2 separate regions of the Arachis hypogaea genome follow, and region 1 is linked to region 2. Evidence: chromatin contacts called from public Hi-C data. All regions are on one chromosome and are shown on one strand. Each heading gives the region's core, a stretch centred on a gene start, on an enhancer-like site or on the middle of the called end of the contact. The rest is flanking DNA. Distances are from core to core; before and after follow the strand shown. Region 1 has its middle 4.3 kb from the start of LOC112751376. Region 2 holds the start of LOC112751361 (autophagy-related protein 3).

Region 1 (2,719 bases), core at 87-2,586, 38 kb after region 2:
TATATATATCAAACAAGCAAACAGAGCAACAGTAACAATATAGAGAGAGAATAACTCTAAAATTCAAGAAAGTATACAACAACAAAAATCAACAATAAATGAATTTATGTATATGAATTAGAGTCAATTGCTTATGTACTTGAAATTAGCTTCATATTCTATTTCAATCTCTTCCAAATTTACTTGAGTGTTTTCATTCACTTGTCGATCACACAAGGTTGCTTCGCGCTCAACCTCCATAGTAGCAACTACTTGAGTTATATTTTTTGCATTCCTTCTTGAGCCATTCTCTACCAAATGTTATTGTCAACTCTTCAAAATATAAAAATGGTTTATTATCGAAGCCATTAGCATTAGGATGGGACTGAAATTAAAAGAAAAATAAGTAAGCAATAAATATTAAAAAACTAAGATAAATAAACTTGTATTACGAAAATTGCTTAGAATTTACACTCTTCCATTCATTGAAACTTTGTCGTTCCACTATAATTATTTTATCTTTATCATTCCAATCAAATCCACTTCCAACCGTGTTCATTATCTCAATTATTGTAAAATATTGTCTCTTTAACAATTTCACCCTTAATTCAATATGTGAATTAGCCTAAACTTATATTAGGATATCAATTCAAAATTACCACAATTCAACAAACATATAGCAAGCAAAATATGACATAACTTTTCTCCAATAATTGTCTTTCCACATAAATGGGATATGAAATTAAAACAAAACATACATAATAACAATTAAGCCTCATTTTCTTAGTTCAGTCAGTTATACTTATAACAATTAAGTCTCATTTTAACTTCAATTTTTTATCTATTTCTAAACTTACAAAAGGCCTGTATTGTAAATGTGTTTTTACTGACAAATTTTGTGAGATACAGAATCAGATCTCTTTAAAGATGATTGACACAACTAAGGTAAAACATGAATTATACATGCTAAATTTTCTTACATTAGAGCTAGCACATAAGGACAATATGAAAAATACAACATATAATAAGAGTACTAGAATTTTAGACATGTAAAGTCATAGTAACAAAATTTTACTTTCTTCTAATCTTAATAAGACAACAAATTTAGTTACACAAATTTTAAATTTTTCTATTGAGAATTTATGGCATTTTAAATTGGGTCATATACCCAAAATAAATTTGATATTATCAAACAAATATATCTTTGTGTGCAGTTTCCTGATACAGTGGTTTTTTGTTCTTTCTCTCTTTTGGGCCTTGAAATTAGTTCGAATTGCTCATTACCAAGTGATATGCATGCAAAAGTCTTGGGCCTCAATGGAGCATGTTCTCTAATATTGTTTCCAAGGCACTGCGGTGTTACTTGGATTTTTTTTTTGGACAGGTCGGTGTTACTTGATTTGTTACCGTATATTTGTAACTGGGCTTAGTCTGTTTCAAATTTACGATTGAAGCATTTCAGACAAAAAAATTGAAGCAACCCGATCCAATTTGGAGAAAATAATCCCTAAAGAGTAAAACCACACAAGTCGTAGTTGTTTTATGTTGTTTAAGCGTTATGTTCTAACTTCTAACTAAATTCTTTTGAAGTCATCAAATCCTAAGTTAGTAAGCAACCCTTGATAACAAGATCCCCTACTAATTTTGTGGGCGTCTTCCTTTATTTTCCATAAAAAAAATCTAAAAAGATAAAATTTAAATAATTAGATACATATGAAATATCTAAATAACATAGAAATAATAAAATAAATTCTAATACTATATTAATCATTTAAAATTTGAGTAATCATAACCTTTAATATTCATTTAAGCAAGAGTTGTTGTTAAATAAATACATACTTCACAAACTATGAACACGAATAAAAATTTATAGACCAATTTAAATCATTCATAATCATGATATACAGTTTACACGTAAATAAATTATATTATAATACATAACACTAACTTGATATATAGACAAATTATTTTTTATAACACGTGATACTACCATTTATATTAACATATCATATATTATTAATTGACACATTATATTTTTACTAGATAGAATTGAATCATATTTTAATACGTGACATTGTATTTCCATTAATTACATGATGAGTAAATATTATTATTTTTTATTAATATTTAGTTATTTATAATTTTTTATTGATAAAAAGATTCAAATTCACAATCTCTTAAGTGAGTATAGAAAATTTATACTATTTGAATTGTAACTCATTAGCAGCTATTTATAATTTACATGTATATTCATAGATATTTTATATACAAAAAATATATAATTTATTTTTATATTTACTAAAATTTTTATACACATAAATTAATATAATTTATATCTGTATTTTTTAAAATTTATACACATAAATTAATAAAATTTATTTAATAAAATAATTTAATATTTATGCTGGCTAAATAATAATAATAAAAAATATTAAAAATTAATAAATCCAAGAGTTTTTTAAAAAAAAAATTAAAAAGACAAATGTGAGTTATGGAATATATAGAAATTCAAAATCCAAATAGGGAAAACGAAAATTCGAGTGAAAATTCAAAAAACATTTCCAGACTCAACTTGTGATATCATGGCAAAGGCAATATAGTGCAGGAAAAGTACCTGATATGTGGTGTATGTGGGCATGGAGCCCAAGAAGGCAAAGATTGTGCAGACACGCAGAATAGACTCTATTCCTCAATAATAATAATAATAATAATAATAATAATAATAATAATAATAGTAATA
Region 2 (2,836 bases), core at 134-2,633:
ATAGGCAGCGCAAATTTTAACAAAGCTCATCACAATGATTAACAACAAAAAGCACTGAAAGAACAGTGAATCAGTAACATGGGCAGTGCAAATTTAAAATTTAAAAGTTATCAATTTAAAATTTATCATCAAATACAATCAATGAGCAAAGCCAATCAATCACCAGACTCTGTGAGGCTTGGTTTGGTAAAGCTTTTCGAAGAAGTGCTTGTGCTTTTTAAAAGCTCAAGCTCCTCATTTTGTGTTTGGTAAATGAAAAAGATCATGTGCTTGTGCTTGCAGTTTTTAAAAGATGGGGTACTTTTGAAAGCACTTAAGATAGATCTTTTCAAAGTTGGCTTGTGCTTTTCAAAATTTAAAAGTCTAATATAACCTCATATGTTAACTAATTTTCAAATTTAATGCTTGTATTTATATCTATTATAGTATTTTTAAATTTTAAAAGCTATTTTACCAAATGCAATTGTTATTGCTTGTGTTTATTAAAAACAATTTTTAATTTGATTTACCAAACATAAATGCTACCATTTTTAAAGAACCATCTTTTAAAAGTTAGCTTTTATAAGCTACTTTTAGAAAATAAAAGCTTTACCAAACTAGGCCTGACTGGGAAGCAATTCAGCAACAAATTCAAGTTACACCAACAAATTTAACAAATCCTAGTAAAGTCCCGATTTACAGTAAAAAGGCAAATTTATTGATTACCAATTCAGCAACATGCAGAAATACAGGGAGAAGGGAAATCTGGAAAAGAGAGAACACTGAACCAAAACATTAACCAATAATCACAAAACACTAAACCTTCACCCAGCAAAACCAGCAACTACAAACAAAGCCATCAGTAAAATTGAACAAAAAAATTAAAGAGCCATCAGCAACTAACAGAGCCATCGAGCCATCAGTAAATTTGAAAAAAAAATTACAGACATCAGCAACCAGCAAATACAAGACAGATCCATCAGCAGCAGACAATTACAATTTACAAAACATTACAAGAAAAATGGAACAAAAATTGAACAACAATTTCAGAACTTCAAACGAAGAAGACCGAACATTCAGAAATTAAAAGGAAGAAGCGGAGGTGAAGAATTGAAAGCAGGCCCACTAACCTGGGTTCCGTGCCGAGAAGCCAGCGAAGATGAAAACGACGTGCCGAGAAACCTGGAAAAGAGGAAGATGAAAACGACGTGCCAGCGAAGATGAAAACGACACGGGGAAGAGGAAGCAGCAGCGGCGCTGAGGACCTGGGGACGGCGGCGGCGATGAAGGGCTAGGGTTTTCCTTGGCTTCAGAGGTCTCCAGGGAGTGCACGAATGATTGGCGGAAGAAGGGGGGTGTTTGGTTCACGAATGTCGAATGGTTCTGCTTTTGTTTTTTTGTTTTTTCCAAATAAACAAGACGGCATCGTTTTATTCGAACCGGCAAGTTACCGGTCCGGTCCAACCGGCCAGTAACCGTCCAAAATATGACAGATGGACACTTCACTCACACACATCCCTCCACGTGGATTTTTAAATATTTTTTATTTTTCTAAAACAGTTATAGTTCACAGGACAGGAGCCACTTCACTTCACTTGAGAGTTCTTCTTCCTCTGTGGTTCTTTCCCAATGGCTCTCCTCTCTTTCCCTTATTTTCCTTCTCATTTTCCGTCACTTTCCTTCTCGCCAAACACTCGGCGCTGCTCTCCTTCCTTCAAAATTAGTGCGCAGCAAACTGCTAATACGGCCATTGTGTGGTTCAAGCACGACCTCCGAATCCACGATCACCCAGCCCTCAGCCCCTCACCGTTGCTTCTAGCTTCCAATCACTCCTTCCTCTTTACGTCTTCGATCGCCGTATCCTCTCTCGTCAGTATTCGCCGAATGCCCGAAACACTCTTTCAGATCTTAACTCCCTTCGGAGAATGAAATCTCACCATGTTGAATTGCTGATTGCAGGTTTCTCTGATGAAATGCTGGAACTGCTCCTGTTCGCGCTGCAAGATTTGAGGAACTCCTTGAAGGAACGCGGCTCCAATCTCATGATTAGATTCGGGAACGCAGAGCACGTCATACAACAGCTTGCATTTGAGTTTGTTACTCTTCAGTTAGTTAGTTACTTCTTTAGTTGATTAGTTACACTGTTAGTTAACTTTTATTGTGAGTTACTTAGTTGATTAGTTACTGATGATGCCACAATAGATATCCGTGCATAATGAGAACCTTTTTTCTGCCAAAGTGCATGATGACATCTTGAATTAAGCATTATCAATTGCTTTTGTTGAACAAATTCATCGCCCAGGGTGGAACAGGTGAATGCCAGTTGTGTATTTGCAGAACAAGAGGTGGAGTATGAATTGTACTTGCTTTTGGATGTTGTGAAGGAGTGTATGAAACCTGTCACGGTTCGAGAACGTGCTCCTAGGATTGAATTATGGAACACTCCATTTTATGATGTAAATGTAGGTATCCGATTGATTCTTGGCTTCTTTGGCTATCTAAATTGTTCAAGAGTTGAAGAATTTATAGGTGGTAATTGGTGATTACTTTTATTAACTTGTCGATAATTGATTTGGTCGTTTCTATCACTATCCAATAGGTTCTGCAAAATCTTCCTGCATCGTACGATGACTTTAAGAAACTTCGACTACCCATAACTGAACCACTTCAGCTGTCAAAATTACCTGCTGCAGACATGGAACTGGACTGGGGTGAGTTCTGTGGTAGTTGACTTTTCTTGTCACTTGGCATGAATCTTCTTTTGGAAGAGTATTTGATATTATATTTTCCATTTTTGTAATCCATTTAACATCTTGCACTTGTAAAGTGGCCAAAGTCATATGATACATTTTCATTG

What was found. Hi-C and Micro-C count contacts between places; a contact is called where the count stands out from the background.
Region 1: a Hi-C map of an unstated tissue shows a contact between it and region 2, with 2.7 times the contacts expected there. The contact joins the enhancer-like site here to the promoter of LOC112751361 in region 2. A contact is called at or near these places in 2 of 8 Hi-C or Micro-C datasets (leaf and an unstated tissue).

The regions. Positions count from the first base shown.
Region 1 is chr2:92,820,620-92,823,338 of arahy.Tifrunner.gnm2.J5K5, forward strand. No RefSeq gene overlaps it. Among protein-coding and RNA genes, the nearest start is that of LOC112751376, 4.3 kb to the right of the region's middle. Within about 2 kb of position 1,337, at least 3 of the 3 cell types and tissues checked have open chromatin away from gene starts, as enhancers often do.
Region 2 is chr2:92,782,369-92,785,204 of arahy.Tifrunner.gnm2.J5K5, forward strand. It overlaps LOC112751361 (autophagy-related protein 3), which reads right to left and starts at 1,384. Exons shown (of 11, transcript XM_072220477.1): 1 at 1,110-1,384. It also overlaps the pseudogene LOC112751355.